5 separate regions of the Mus musculus genome follow, and all the other regions are linked to region 4. A link is a contact called in public HiChIP or PLAC-seq, capture Hi-C and promoter capture Hi-C data. All regions are on one chromosome and are shown on one strand. The core of a region is the stretch at or near the end of the contact, and the rest is flanking DNA. Distances in the headings are between cores, read along the strand shown.

Region 1 (2,700 bases), core at 111-2,610, 690 kb after region 4:
TGCCTACCCCAGTCTTTGAATTAAGGTATTCATTAATATTAATACCAGAATTAAGAACATAGATACATGAGCTGGGCAGTGGTGGCGCACGCCTTTAATCTCAGCTCTTGGAGGCAGAGGCAGGTGGATTTCTGAGTTCCAGGCCAGGCTGGTCTACAAAGTGAGTTCCAGGACAGCCAGAGCTACACAGAGAAACCCTGTCTTGAAAAAAAGCAATATATATATATATACATACATGAATGAAAGGTGAGTGTTAATTTCCAATATGTCTTTCAGATTTGAATCCTCAGCTTAAGGGTCTTTTTCTGGCATGCTGAGATGCCAGGGATAAGCAGATACACCCAGCTCATCGCTGCTTTTTCTTCCTTCCTTCCTTCCTTCCTTCCTTCCTTCCCTCATTTCTTTCTCTTTCTTTTAAAGATTTGTTTATGTATTTATTTTATGACTAGGAGTGCTCTGTTTTCTGTTTTCATGCACACCAGAAGGTATGCACTGGATCTCATTGCAGATGGTTGTGAGCCACCATGTGGGTGCTTGGCATTGAACTCGGGACCTCTGGAAGAGCAGTCAGTCCTCTTAACCGCTGAGCCATCTCTCCAGCCCTTCATCAGTGCCTTCACATTGTTATAAATTTTATGCCTTTGTTTCATCGTGTTCACCTTTATGATTGCTTTTTCTGCCACACAGACAGCGCCAATTTCCCATTTCCAGTAGTAATGCAAAGGGTTTTTTTGTTTTGTTTTGTTTTTGTTTTTTTGTTTTTTAAATAAACGTGCTGCCTGTAAAACGAACGTTTGAAGATGGTGTATGGCTATGTTAAACTCATGGCCGTGGCACCGAGTGGCTGGCGTCCTGAAAGCCTAATTTTAACTCAATCCACAACAGTTTGAAGATCACGTAGCAGTGCGATCTTAACCGAGAAAAAGCTCAGTGCTTGGTGAGTTTTACGCCTTGGGAGAAGATACCTGGCCGAAAACCCATTCTTGCCTACCCCTGTCTGGAGCTACCCATGCACCCTGTGTGTCGCTAGGTTTGCAGGTCCTTTGCTCCAGGTTTGGAGCAACGACCACGTGGAACGCAGTGTGTGTATCTCTGTGGTCCCGGGTCATCTACGGCTCAGGACAGCGCCAAGACCGACCCGCTGTGCATCTATGGAGTCAGAGACTCGGGGAACGGGAACCCCGAGTGACCCAATCTCCTGCCCCGTGTTTTGACGTTTTCTCAGCAGGATCAGACTTCGGACCACCTACTTTCTTTGTCTTGTTTGCTCGGGTTACCCTTTAGCACCACTCTCACATTCGCGCTTGCGCAGTCTTCTAACTAGGGCAACGTTGCGTCCGTCCGGTTGCCATAGAGACCGCAGTTTTCTCGGCTGGTTCTCTCAGAACCAGGAGCTCTGGTTGGGGTCAGGAGTGCCCTACAGAAGCTTGTGTTCTTTAATGAACTAAGGTAAGTGAGCCCCGATCCACCTCACCTACCCCTTCTCCCTACCCACGCGGTGTGTCTTTTGTATCAGCGGTTAGCACTGATATCGGTCCCCTCTTCGAGACTATTCACACTTGTTCAAAGTTATATCTCAGAGAGCCACGCTGAGACAGACTCGGGAGAGACCATAGGAGGGGACTGAACTGGAGAGCTCAGGAGTGTCTGAGGGGGTTACATGGGGCCTGATGCTTAGCCTAGTCAAGATCTGAATCCATCCTTGGTTGTGACGGCTTCAGAGGCCCCTAGGGTAAATACTAGGGTTATAGAGTCCAGAGCGGGAGGCTTTCAGAGTTCAGCTTTGCCTATGGAAGACAGATGTGATGTCGTTCAGAGCCAGGGGATCATATTTTTTTTCCCCCGCAACTGTCTCCAGAGGCTGCCTTACCCCCTGTTCCTTGTCTTTATCCTGTAGTCACAATGCCCAGATGTTGGCTTACAGACGTCACATCTGTTCATTTCTTATACAACATGTCTGGGTTCATGTATTTGAAAGAATACTGCTTGTCTTAGGGTTTCTATTGCTGTGACAAAACAACATGATCAAAAAGCAAGTTGGAGAGGAAAGGGCATATTTGTCTTACATGTTCATATTGCTTGTTTATCATTGAAGGAAGTCAGGATAGGAACTCAAAACAGGGCAAGAATCTAGAGGCAGGAGCTAATGCAGAGGGCATGAAGGGCATGCTAACTGGTTTGTTCATCATGGCTCGCTCAGCCTGCCTGCCTTCCTTCCTTCCTTCCTTCCTTCCTTCCTTCCTTCCTTCCCTTCTTTCTCTTTTTTCTTTCTTTCCTTCCTTTCTTCCTTGTCTTTTCTTCCTTTCTTTCTTTTCTTCCTTTCTTTCTTTCCTTCCTTCCTTCCTTCCTTCCTTCCTTCCTTCCTTCCTTCCTTCCTTCCTTGTCTTTCGTTCTCTCTCCCTCTCTCCCTCTCTCCCTCTCTCCCTCTCTCCCTCTCTCCCTCCCTCCCTCCCTCCCTCCCTCCCTCCCTCCCTCCCTCCCTCTCTCTCCTTTTTTCTTCTCCAAGGCAGGGTGTCTTTGTGTAGCCCTGGCTTTCCTGGAACTCACTCTGTAGATTAGGCTGGTCTCAAATTTTCAGAGATCCACTTGCCTCTGCCTTCCTAGTTCTGGGATTAAAGGCACCACCACTGCCCAGCTCAATCTGCTTTCTTGCAGAACCCAGGACCATCAGCTCAGGCTTAGCATCACCCACAAAGGCCT
Region 2 (2,700 bases), core at 164-2,663, 640 kb after region 4:
CATCTGTTAGGCTAACCCAGCTCCTGGGGGAAGGAAAGGGCAGTCTAGGAGGGTCTGGGGCCTCCCAGACATCCTTGGAAGCAGAACAGTATGACCAGAACAAGCCTTTGAGCCTGCTCCTATGGATCATCTCACTAGGCCTCTCCAGGCTTTGAGCCACCTCCCATAGCCCAGGCCCAGAGAAATCGAGTTAGGAAAGCCTTTTAGCACAATGAATGAGATGGTTTTTTCTTTATTTTAAATGTTTACAACATCTATCATATTGTTATCCTGAGCAACAATTGCCTCCATCCCTCCTTCTTTGGTGATGTTTGGGGTTTCTAGGCTGGGAAAGGGGACTTTCTGGAATAAGAGGAGTGCTGGAGAAAAAAAGAGGTTTGAAGGTTGTCAGGTGGATCGAGGTTCTTGACTGAGCTTGGGGAAGAGGGGGGCAGCAGTGCACATCCTAGTTTTTGATCCCAAAGTTGCTCATAGCAAGATTTTGGGATTTGGGTCCCAACCTTCCTGTTCATCTTTAACACACACACACACACACACACACACACACACACACACACACACACACAGAGAGCAGGCCTAGGAGGATAGGAGGGGCATTTTACCATCTACATAACTCTTCCTGATCTCAGAACTGGTGCAAGAAATCCCAGGCAAAAGTGTCACAGGTGGGGGGCTGAAGTGTGGGCTTAGCAGTTTAGGGCACTTTTTGCTCTTTCAGAGAAACCCCAGAACTCGGCTCCCAGCACACACATGATGGCTCACAACTATTGGAAACTCCAGTTCTAGAGGATCCTGACACCACTTTGTGATTTATGTGGGCACCACACATGCTGTGTAGATACAGACAAGCAGGCTCACACACATAAAGTCAAATAAATATTTTTTTAAAAAGTCTCACAAGTGAGTATTTGCGAACTGGATGGTACCGGTGGTGACCGGAGATGCATACAAAGGTGAGTCAGAGCGGTTATGGTGTGTGTGTGTGTGTGTGTGTACAGTTGCTGCGGTTCCCTGAACAGGGGGGAGAGTCCAACCAAAGTGGACCTACAGGGAAATGTATAACTCTTTTAGTTGTTGTTCCTAGAGTAATGTCCTTTCGAGTGTCTTCTTCCCAGATCTTTCACCGGGTCGCACACCACTCCCTGGGGTCAAGCGTGTATGGGACTCCTTACTCCCCCAGGGATCCACATCCCTGCAAAGCAGAGAAGGAGAACTTTTCACTAAGTGCCTCCGGGGCCAGGCATCCCGCACCGACCCGGCCAGTCCCCAGGGGCGGGGTGTCCTGGAATGGGCTGTCCCGCCCCCTCGGCCCCGCCTCCTCACTCAGCGCCCAGTCCTGGGGCTCTAGGGGTCTGCCCCGCCCTGCTCCCGCCCCCTCCGGCCGCCCCTCGGGCTCAGCCAGCCGCGGCCCGCCAGTCGTCCCAAGGAGCTGCGGATCTCTCAACGTCTCCCGCGTTCTGCCCGCTGTCCGATCGGTGTGCCCCACTCGGCCATGGAGCCGTCCCCCGACGCCGAGGAGGCGCACACAGTGCGCGAGGCGCTGGGCCGCTACGAGGCGGCGCTGGAGGGTGCGGTGCGTGCGCTGCACGAGGACATGCAGGGGCTGCAGCGCGGCGTGGAGCGGCGCGTGGCAGAGGCGCTGCGCCTGGCCGGCCCCTTGGCTCGTACTGTGGCCGAGCTGCAGCGGGACAACCAGCGGCTGCAGGCACAGCTCGAACGCTTGACGCGCCAGGTGGAGGCGCTGGGCTTGGCGACTGGAGTGTCCCCTGCACCCGGCACGCCCAGTCCCCCTCCGGCGGCCACAGTTACCGACCGCGCCCCCCGCTTGGGCACTGCACGCTTCTCCAGTCATGCCACCTTTTCGCTGTCCGGTCGAAGCCCGGTGAGCCCCGGGGGTGCGGCGCGAGGGATGTGAGCGACTAGGAGCGTGCCTGGGGTGTAGGGTTGGGAAATTGGTGCCGCCCATCAGCTCTGAGTGCGTGCGCTGGCGAGCGTCCTCTAGTAAGAGAGCTATACCTCCACCTGCCGCTGGGACTTGGTAGCCGGGATTACATTTAAGCTCTCCAGAGCTGGAAAGGACAGGAGAAACATTGTTTTAGTAGGCCTGCTGCACCTGCTTTGCACTTCTTTCTTGGATCCGGGTGGTGTTTTTGCCTTGAGATCTGCCCTCTCCCATCTGACCCATGAATTTTAAGAGTTTGGACGCCAAGGTTCAGTCTTTGATAGTTCACTGTCGTCTGGGTCCTCACCTGCAAGTTGGAATGGTCAGCGTCCTCTACCTGCCCCCTACAACGTTTTTGTTCACGCGCACTGTGTTGCTGCTTCACTGAGGCCTGACCGTTCCGGTTGTAGATTAACCCCGACTGAGTTGCCTCTGTGTGTGTGTGTGTGTGTGTGTGCGCGCGCGCGCGCGCGCGCGCATGTGAGCGCACTCTGGTCTGGACTGATCAGTAACTGTTTGGGAACTCATGTTGCAGAGGGCAGACCCTTTACTGGAAACGGAGAGGGGGAACGGGCCTTTAGCTGTGTCTAGATTTCTGGGCAGAAGCTGGTGTGGACCAGTTTTACCACTTGGTCACGACCTCCTGGAGTGACAGAGCCTGGTTAGACTGTTTCTATGGTGTGTGCAGTGGCCCTTAGGTGGGATTTTCCATCCTGACCCGGAATTTGCTGGCGGGGTGGGGGGGTGGTGGGGGGGGA
Region 3 (2,700 bases), core at 4-2,503, 580 kb after region 4:
GCATGAATATTCTCTGACGTCAGGGGCGTCTGTGGGGACCATCCTCTTCCCAGTCTAGCATCAAGTGATATGATTTAAAGCGAGGGCTTCAGAGTCAGCTAAACTACAGTTTAATTTTGACTCAGACATACAGTTGCCCTGTGACATCACTTCTTTCAGCTGGGTCATCTTCTCTGTAAGATGAAGTTAGAGAGAGAATCGACAGAAATGATGAATGCATGTGCCAAGTGTGTGTCCAGGGCCTGGTCTGTCATAACTGATCCATCAGTGACAACTGCAGGCGTTATTAACAATAAGCATCGTGCTTCATTAACCATCGTACAATATGATTAGAAGACTTGAAATTTATATAATGTGTGTGTGAATGTGACAGTGTGCGCGTGCCTGTGACAGTGTGTGCGTGCCTCTGTGTGTGTGTGTGTGTGTGTGTCAGTGTGTGTGAGAGTATGTGTGTGTGCTTGTGTGTGTGTGTGTGAGAGAGAGAGTGTGTGTGCGTGTGTGTGTGAGAGTATGTGTGACTGTGTGTAAGAGATAGTGTGTGTGTGTGAGAGAATGTGTGTGAGAGAGTATGTGTGTGTGTGAGAGTATGTGTGTGTGAGTGTGTGAGAGAGTATGTGTGTGTGCATGTGTGTGTGAGTATGTATGTGAGAGAGTATGTGTGTGTGAGAGAGTATGTGTGTGTTCGTGTGTTGTGTGAGAGAGTATGTGTGCATGTGTGCATGTGTGTGACTGTGTATGAGAGATAATGTGTGTGTGTGAGAGTGTGTGTGCGTGTGTGTGAGAGTATGTGTGCATGTGTGCGTGTGTGTGACTGTGTGTGAGAGATAGTGTGAGGGGGAGCGAGAGAGTGGTGTGTGTGTGTGTGTGTGTGTGTGTGTGTGTGTGCATGTGTTGTCATCATGGTGAACTCCTAGGCACGTTTCATTACCCACTTTGACATTAGCAGGATTTGGTGACCCTTACTGATTCACAGGCTTTAAGTACATCAAGCTGTGCAATTCATGGTAGGACCTGCACTTTGGCTAGACAAGAGGCACTGCCTACTCAGATTGTCTCTGCCCACTCCCCACCCAGTTCAGACTGGCATACAGAAGGCAGTTGTTCCTCTTCCCCTCTAAACATGTGTAAGCCCTTTGAGACTAAGCTTTTCCTCGTCCACATCCTGATCTGATCTTGGGCAGGTCTTAGGAGGCAGAGCTGACAAGAAAGCATTCTTTCTGTAGATGTAAGGAAATAATACTGGCCCTGGCTAATGTAAACACGAGCCTTGTTGACCCAGCCTGCGCCTCGGAGGGCAGGGCATGAAGCACCTTCCCCCACACTGTCTCATCCAATACTCAAGCCACCAGAGCAGCAGCTATTTTTATCTTCATTTTACAGATGAGGAAGTTGGCGTGGGGAGCTGGCTTAGAGTGGCTCATGAGAGTCGATTGTTAAATTTTTAGGAATTGTGTGAGCCGATTGTTAGACACAGCCATTGTTAGAACTAAATCATAATAAACTTACAACTGAGTGATCTGTACTGAAAGAAGCTGATAAATTCTCAGAAGTCATCGCTTCCTAATTACTTTCTTACATCAAGACATTATCAGTGTGCTTAAGGTAAACTCCTTTTATCTGAATGGTGGAAACGCCTATGACTGAACAAGGTACTAAGCTCTGAGCTTCACATCTCTTAGGTGACTTGGCCTCAGCCGGGTAGAGTGTTTATACTGTGGAGATGCACAACCCCCAGGCATCGTGGGGCCCCTCCTCTGTCCCTTTTTAGAGAACCTGTTTCTACACATTTACCAGCACATCAATGAGGCTGACAATGACAGAGATGTGACCTGGCAAAGGAGCCTACCTAAGAAGGTGCAGAGCTGGGGTTGAACCCTATGGCGCAAGGACTGATTCTGCCCAAAGCTTAAGTCACAGACCTGAATTACCAGGTCCCCTCTCCTGTGTTTTCAAGTCTAGCGGAGAAAAGAACCCTTCATGCTACTCTGAGCAACCCACTTTGCCCTGCTCACGCCCTTCCTCTCGTCATTGCTCCTCCCCCTAAATACTGTCTCCCCAGAGGCTGCTAAACCACATACACATGAACCTAGCGTACAGAGGTCAGTGTTGTCTGGCCATCTGCCTACTGGCAGTGGGACTGCCTTCCATGAGACAGAGGGGACTCCCTGTCTGTGTAGTTGGCCTCTATTCTACCTGGATCTCTGTATCTCACCTAGAACACCAACCCCTCCCATCATCAACAGTGGCATTCTCTCCCAAGTCCCTGAACATTACTGTGCTCTTGTCCCAGCAGAGCCAAACCAGGTCATTAGTTCTTTGTTCAGCATCTCCTGCCTTCCCCGTGAGGATCCCACTCCATCTGGCCTCTTAGCCTTGTCTTCCACCCTTCCCCCTCCGTCACTTTGCTTCAGACACTCTGGCCTCTTTCACGCCCCGCAAACACACCAAGTGCACTCTAGCTCTCCTTTCCCCGGTACTTCTATGACTGTTTCCTTGTCTCCTGCAGGTCTTTGCTGAGTTGAAATGTCACCGTCTCTTCTATTTAATACTGTATGATCTGTCTTCTCTCTCATACATGTATTCTCAATAAAATTTTATGATAATGTCTATCATACTCTAAGGCAACACTGGACTCTGGCTGTACAGAGCAGCAGAGATGTTTGGCAGAGATGTTCGAACAGGAATGGCCAATGCATCAAC
Region 4 (2,700 bases), core at 7-2,506:
GCTTTTTATCCTATTAACAGGGTGTGTGTGTGTGTGTGTGTGTGTGTGTGTGTGTGTGTGTGTGTTTGTTTTTGTAGCACTTAATACAAAAGGGAACTATTTACTTGTCTCCCCTACTAGGGCAACACCAAGAGGGAGTTCGCTCTTAAGCACCTAGGATTACACCAGCACACAGAGAGGTGTGTGATATAAACATGTTAAACTGACTGAATGGATAACACCTGACCTATACACTATCCACTATAACCTATAGATGTTGTCACCAAAGGTATTGTCATTTGTCATCACTACCTTAGCCTTCACTCATAACTTCAAATGTAAAACCAAGCTGCTATCATGTAATTAAAGGAGGGGGCGCAGGGAGTTCACGTTGTATGTGAAAACCGAGCTATCCAGGCCTCAGACCAGCTTTAAGAAGGGGCATGTGACTACCAAACCACAGGCAAAACACTCCTCAGACCCACTGTGGTTAAAGAAAGATCAAATGTCACTGTGTGTCAGAAGCTGGGACCACCGAGAGTAGACGCAGTGAAGGTGCGGGGACGTGAGGACCCTCATCCACAATACCAACACACGAGTGTCTGCTGTTTGACAGGTCTAGCCCTCCCAAGCGAAGAGAGCTGGTTTAAGTGACACCAACTCGGCCGGGGAAGGAGGACCCACCAGGAGACCTGGATGCCGGCGGCACCTAACACTTTCTTTGAGGGCTGATTCAGGTTCTGTTCCCGCCCGCGGCTCCTTTTTATCTCCAACCAAACACAGCTGATTCCGTTCGGGGCCACCGAGGGGCAGCGAGAGGGGTGTCCCCAACTCTCTCCGAGATCCCCCGCCTCTCCAGCGCTCTCTGCACCCATTTCCGGGCGCCCCGGCGTCCTTTCTCTCTGGCGCTCTCCGGGTCATGCGCGGCCCCCGCCTTTCGGCGCTCGCGCCCCTTTCCCGCGTTCCCGGACTTGCGCCAGTGCCGCCGTCCGCCACCTTCCCTGACTCTCCAGGGACACCCGCCCGGCGACCTCCTCAGCCCCCGCCCCTCTCGCCCGTACCGGGAGCAGTTCCTTTAGGGAGCGCCGCACCGGCACGATTTCCAGCTCGCCTTCTTCCACTTCCATGGGCTCCGGCTCGCCACGCTCCAAACCGGACTCCACCTCGGGCGACGGAAGCCCCAAAGCCGGCCCAGCGGGGGCCTCCGCCTTCACAGACACTCGCAGGCCGCGGACGGCCGCCATAGCTGCCAGCCGGCCGCACCACCGAAAGCCCGCCCCTCACTCCCGCCGCCTAGAGCGCCGTCGCCGATGACCACAGAGGAGCACCGCTATCACCTAGAGCGTCGTCTGTTTCTACCAGAAAGCTGTCCTTATCTCTGGCGCCCCCTTGGTGACCTAGGAACCTGGGGCCGGCTTGGGGCGGGACTTCGCGGGGTAGGGGGCGGGACGAAGCAGTGATGGAGGTGGAGCGTCGTCTGAGGTTCCAAAATACCTGCACTTTGAGGACTATACTTCTAAGAACTGCTGAGCGGTTACCGCGATCTATCATCTAGGCAATCTGAGCGTTTACAAAGTTATTTCCGTAGTAAGCTTTGGCTCTGTCAAGTCTTCCAGTAATTGAGCCATATTATGTGGTCAAAATTTTAAACTAGGGCCCAGTGTAGGGGTTACATGCCTATAATCCCAGCAGTCAGGAGTCAGAGGCAGGCACATCTCTAAGTTCCAGGCCATCCAGGGATCCAAGGTAAAACCCTGCCTACATTTAAACTGGAAAGGGATGGTACACGATTGTATTCCCAGCACTTGGGAGATAGAGGCAGGAGGACTAGGGGCTGAAGGTTATCCCCCAATTACACCAAGGGGCAATTGCTAGTTTGAGGCCAGCCTAAACTACAGAAGATCCTATCTTAAAAGGGGAAGAGGGGTGCTTCAAGATCACAGTGACCTACCCAAAGGGCAGAACCAGAGCTTAGACCCATTTTGTCACTTCTGGGAGCTCTACTCATCAGAGACTCACAAGCAAGATTTCCTGCAAATGTTCCTAGTAAGAGTCTGGCTGGGAAAGAGGAAAGGCTTGTTCAGACTTGAAGAAGGGACTTCTTGTCTGTCATGAGTCCTGATTTTGTGTCTCCTCCTGTGTCATATTTAGTTAGCCCTTTCTAGACCTATCTCCCAATCTGAACCAGGAATAGGTAAGACCATATATCTGAGCCCCTAAAAATCTTTTCAGAGAAAGGCAAATCATTCTAAAACAGAAAAAAAAATCACAAGACTCAGATACACTAGGTCACTTTGGGCATGGCACGGAACCTCAGTTCCTTCATCAGAACATAGAACAGTGACACACCTCCACAGAAGAATATAAGGACCGAATGAGCTAGTTATGTGCGGCTGTAAGATCCAAAAGAGGTGATACTGTACATCCAAGCTTTTCTTGAAATGGGTCTGTACCATGGGACAAACAAGATGGAATTCCTTAGAATGGTACCATCAATTGATTGCAATGCAAAGTACAAAATTGGGTTAAAACAATGGATTGTATTTTCTTTTCTCCTGTTCCCCTTCCTTTCTTTCCTTCCGTTTTTCTTTTGCTGTATTAACAATGCAACCCAGAGACTTGAGCATGCTAACAAAGCCCTTTACCAGTGAGCTTTACCCCAGCCCTCTTGTTTTGAGACAGAGTCTTGCTATGTAGCACTGGCTGGCCCACTACTTGCTT
Region 5 (2,700 bases), core at 127-2,626, 780 kb after region 4:
CTTGATACAAATGTGTGTTCTGTTTTAGGGCCTTCGACATTCACAGGCTGAGAAGGTGGGGAATTCAGTAGTTCTTTCCTGGTGGTGGTGGTGGCAGGGCTAGGGGTGGAGAAGAGGGAGGAGAGGTTAGTCTCATATAATTCGTAGCAATTGCATATAACCTATTCTTTACTTCATCTCTGGATTGCTTGCAACACCTAACACACAGTGTAAGTGCCGTGCTAATAGTCGGTCTCTGTTGTATATAGTTCAGAGTACGCCGATGGTTTCCATGTTTAGAACAGAAGCAGCCATCCTAGTCGTAAACACGCTAACCATGTCAGCAACTAGATAGCATCTTGATCAGTGGTGAGAGCTGACTGTACAGGAATCTGGACTCAGCCATGTGTCAAGTAGCCTGTGGATAAGACTCCCCAGAGGAGAATGAGAGGCAGGCAGAAGAGAAAGAACTCACCGAAGTGTCAATAATGTCATTGCACCCTCTTGTGTTGGTGTCCCAAACAGGACTTAGCACAGCAGGTACTACACACAGGTCTGTTAAGGGGAGGATTAATGAATGAACGAATGCCTCGATGATGGTTGGCAGGATTATGCCCCCTCTTTTCTAAGGCCCCGTCTCCCACCATAAAATGGTACTAGCGAGGTGGTTGGTAAGTGGGCGGCAGCAACTACCCGCGCCTGGGCAAAGACGGCCGGCCTGCGCAAGCGCGTTCGCTGGAGGGTAAAAGTCGTTCGGTCTGCGAGGACAGTGACCGCCTTCCTTAGCGGTCCCTCTAGAGCGCCTACGGTGCGCTGGGTAGGAGACGGCACGAGGAGGGAAATGGGTTCTATGTCTAGAGTCGGGCTAACGCTAGGAGGAAGCCAGCGGATCTTGGAGGTGAGAAGACCGCGGTGGCGCAGGGCTCGGCCATCGCCTCTAGGAGACGCCCCTCCGGGATAGGGATGAGAAGGAGAACGCTTTGGAGAGAGAAGCCTGAGAATCCTACAGGCTGGTGTTTTTCATCTGGGACATTCCGGAGTCCAGGAGAGAGCAGGTGAGAGTACACAAAGGGTCCTCACGCTTAAGCTGGCAGAATGACCGGCACACCCTGCATGGTACTGAGGACCAGAGCAGCGCCAACGGGCTGGCAAGTGGTGAGGTGCCAGGGTCCAGTCCTCTCCATAGAGGGCTGGTGCCAAGCACTGAAATCTGCAAACGCCTCACTCTGCCGCGGGGTGGCAGAGTCCTGGGACAGACACTCCCCACAGACCCCGAGGGGTGGCTCCGCCCCAGGACCGCAGGGAGGCCTGGCAATGGGGGGCGGAGTTGTAGCCGCCCCCAATCCGGTGGGACCGCGCGTCCCCCTTTTAAGCTCGTGAAGCTTCTAGCTGCCTCGCAATCTTTTCTCCCTCCAGTCAGTCTCCCTTTCACGCGATGGATTCGGCGAAGACTTGTGTGACCAAGTTCAAGTCCTTTGCGATTTTGCTCTTCACCCCGATCCTGATGCTTCCACTCGTCATTCTGATACCTGACAAGGTCAGTTGCGTGTCTGGGCAGCCTGGCGGAATCCGGGTGCCCAGTGCAATAACGGGCACGGAACCCGGGAACGCTGAGCTGGAACGCATAGATTCCTCCGTGGGGACGAGCTCCCCTGGGACGCGTGCTCAGACGCTCCAGGCACCAGATAGGAGGTGCTCTGCAAAGAATCCGAGGGACGCACAGACCCTAAGGTGAACACGTCCTAGAGTGCACCGATTTCAGGGCGCAAGAGCCGTCCGGGCAAACACGGAAACCTGGACGTTAGAACAGATCTGAACCACACAGACCCCTCGACAGGCTTAGCCTCTGACTCAAAATCTCCTCCCAGAGTGCACAACCAACGCTAGTCCAGCTCAAAGATAATGCTCGAGCTAGTAGAGACTCTGAAGGCTGGGCTTTCTTTCCCTCTGTGCCTCTTCTCTAGGAAAGAGAGATTTCCTAGCTGTAGATGCCTTCAGGCAGGGAACTACAGGAACAGAGTGGATCATGCCTTTGCCATAATCTGGCCTTGATATTTGAAGCTCAGGTTCCCCATCTATGATCTATATTTCTTTCTAGCTCGGAAGCCAAGGAAGCCACTCTCGAGTTCAAATCCTGCTGCAGCCTGAAAGGCAGGTCGGGCACTGCCCACCGCCTGCTGAGGCAGTCAGTGTGAGGAGGCAGGACGTATTCCCAGAGCTCACGCCTTGGGTGGCATGGCTCTCGGTTGCTGGGGAAGCTGAGTCCCATTCCCTGGCCTCCTGGTGCTCCTGGGAGGAAGGGAGAGAATGAATGGCCTTGGCTGCAGAGCAGAGGAGGGCGGGAGCGCTGGCCCCGGCTCTGTCAGGCTGTGTGCAGCCAGTTTGGCGAGGCCAGGGCTCTTTGAAGCCTTATGTGGCTACCCTTTCACTCTCAGCCCAGACAGGAAACCTTGCTCGGATCCTGCTTCCCCTCCACAGGCAGGTTTGAGAAACAGTGGCTCTCTTCAGGGAAGGTTTTGAGAGGAGAGGGGTGTCCCCTGGTGGGCTTCTAGTCATTTCACATTGTGCCTTTCAGCAAGACCCTTTGCTCTCCGGGCCCCGGGTGCTTTGATGGGTACAATGGGGTGACTGGATTCTGGGAGTAAAAGGGGATCATTCCGGCTCCTAGGATTGGGGCGCGGGGGGGGGGGCAGAGGAAACATACTGAGCAGAGGCTCCACA

Evidence for each region. Promoter capture Hi-C pulls out the DNA fragments that hold promoters and counts their contacts. HiChIP or PLAC-seq counts read pairs in DNA pulled down with a chosen protein or histone mark. Capture Hi-C pulls out chosen DNA fragments and counts their contacts.
Region 1: a promoter capture Hi-C map of liver shows a contact between it and region 4, with 2.3 times the contacts expected there. The contact joins the promoter of Tekt1 here to the promoter of Ncbp3 in region 4. A contact is called at or near these places in 2 of 39 promoter capture datasets (liver and pre-B cells), 1 of 15 datasets of contacts at CTCF or cohesin (large pre-B cells) and 2 of 115 datasets of contacts at active chromatin or transcription factors (pancreatic cancer cells and stem cell-derived neural progenitor cells).
Region 2: a contact with region 4 is called in a promoter capture Hi-C map of pre-B cells, with 3 times the contacts expected there. The contact joins the promoter of Smtnl2 here to the promoter of Ncbp3 in region 4. A contact is called at or near these places in 2 of 39 promoter capture datasets (liver and pre-B cells).
Region 3: an H3K27ac HiChIP or PLAC-seq map of microglia shows a contact between it and region 4, with 4 times the contacts expected there. The contact joins the enhancer-like site here to the promoter of Ncbp3 in region 4. A contact is called at or near these places in 6 of 39 promoter capture datasets (the C10 cell line, hippocampal neurons, liver and 1 more), 3 of 115 datasets of contacts at active chromatin or transcription factors (extraembryonic endoderm stem cells, microglia and pancreatic cancer cells) and 1 of 9 other capture datasets (adipose tissue).
Region 5: a contact with region 4 is called in a capture Hi-C map of macrophages, with 4 times the contacts expected there. The contact joins the promoter of Slc13a5 here to the promoter of Ncbp3 in region 4. A contact is called at or near these places in 3 of 39 promoter capture datasets (hippocampal neurons, liver and pre-B cells) and 1 of 9 other capture datasets (macrophages).

The regions. Positions count from the first base shown.
Region 1 is chr11:72,360,542-72,363,241 of GRCm38.p6, reverse strand. It overlaps Tekt1 (tektin 1), which reads left to right and starts at 1,360. Exons shown (of 8, transcript NM_011569.3): 1 at 1,360-1,449. Gm34317 (a long non-coding RNA gene) reads right to left here and starts at 1,328. Exons shown (of 7, transcript XR_003949575.1): 1 at 1,251-1,328.
Region 2 is chr11:72,410,426-72,413,125 of GRCm38.p6, reverse strand. Smtnl2 (smoothelin-like 2) reads left to right here and starts at 1,413. Exons shown (of 8, transcript NM_177776.3): 1 at 1,413-1,882. The coding sequence starts at 1,493.
Region 3 is chr11:72,465,839-72,468,538 of GRCm38.p6, reverse strand. The region is part of intron 2 of Spns2 (spinster homolog 2); the gene reads left to right. Among named protein-coding and RNA genes, the nearest start is that of Gm40194, 9.8 kb to the right of the region's middle. Within about 2 kb of position 1,253, at least 162 of the 459 cell types and tissues checked have an H3K27ac peak or open chromatin away from gene starts, as enhancers often do. A contact at or near this core is called in adipose tissue, extraembryonic endoderm stem cells, liver and 3 more, where this site is marked.
Region 4 is chr11:73,046,423-73,049,122 of GRCm38.p6, reverse strand. Ncbp3 (nuclear cap binding subunit 3) reads right to left here and starts at 1,256. Exons shown (of 13, transcript NM_025818.3): 1 at 1,041-1,256. The coding sequence starts at 1,223.
Region 5 is chr11:72,265,280-72,267,979 of GRCm38.p6, reverse strand. It overlaps Slc13a5 (solute carrier family 13 (sodium-dependent citrate transporter), member 5), which reads left to right and starts at 1,376. Exons shown (of 12, transcript NM_001004148.4): 1 at 1,376-1,516. The coding sequence starts at 1,415. 1700051A21Rik (RIKEN cDNA 1700051A21 gene) reads right to left here and starts at 1,136. Exons shown (of 2, transcript NR_045922.1): 1 at 455-1,136; 2 at 1-99.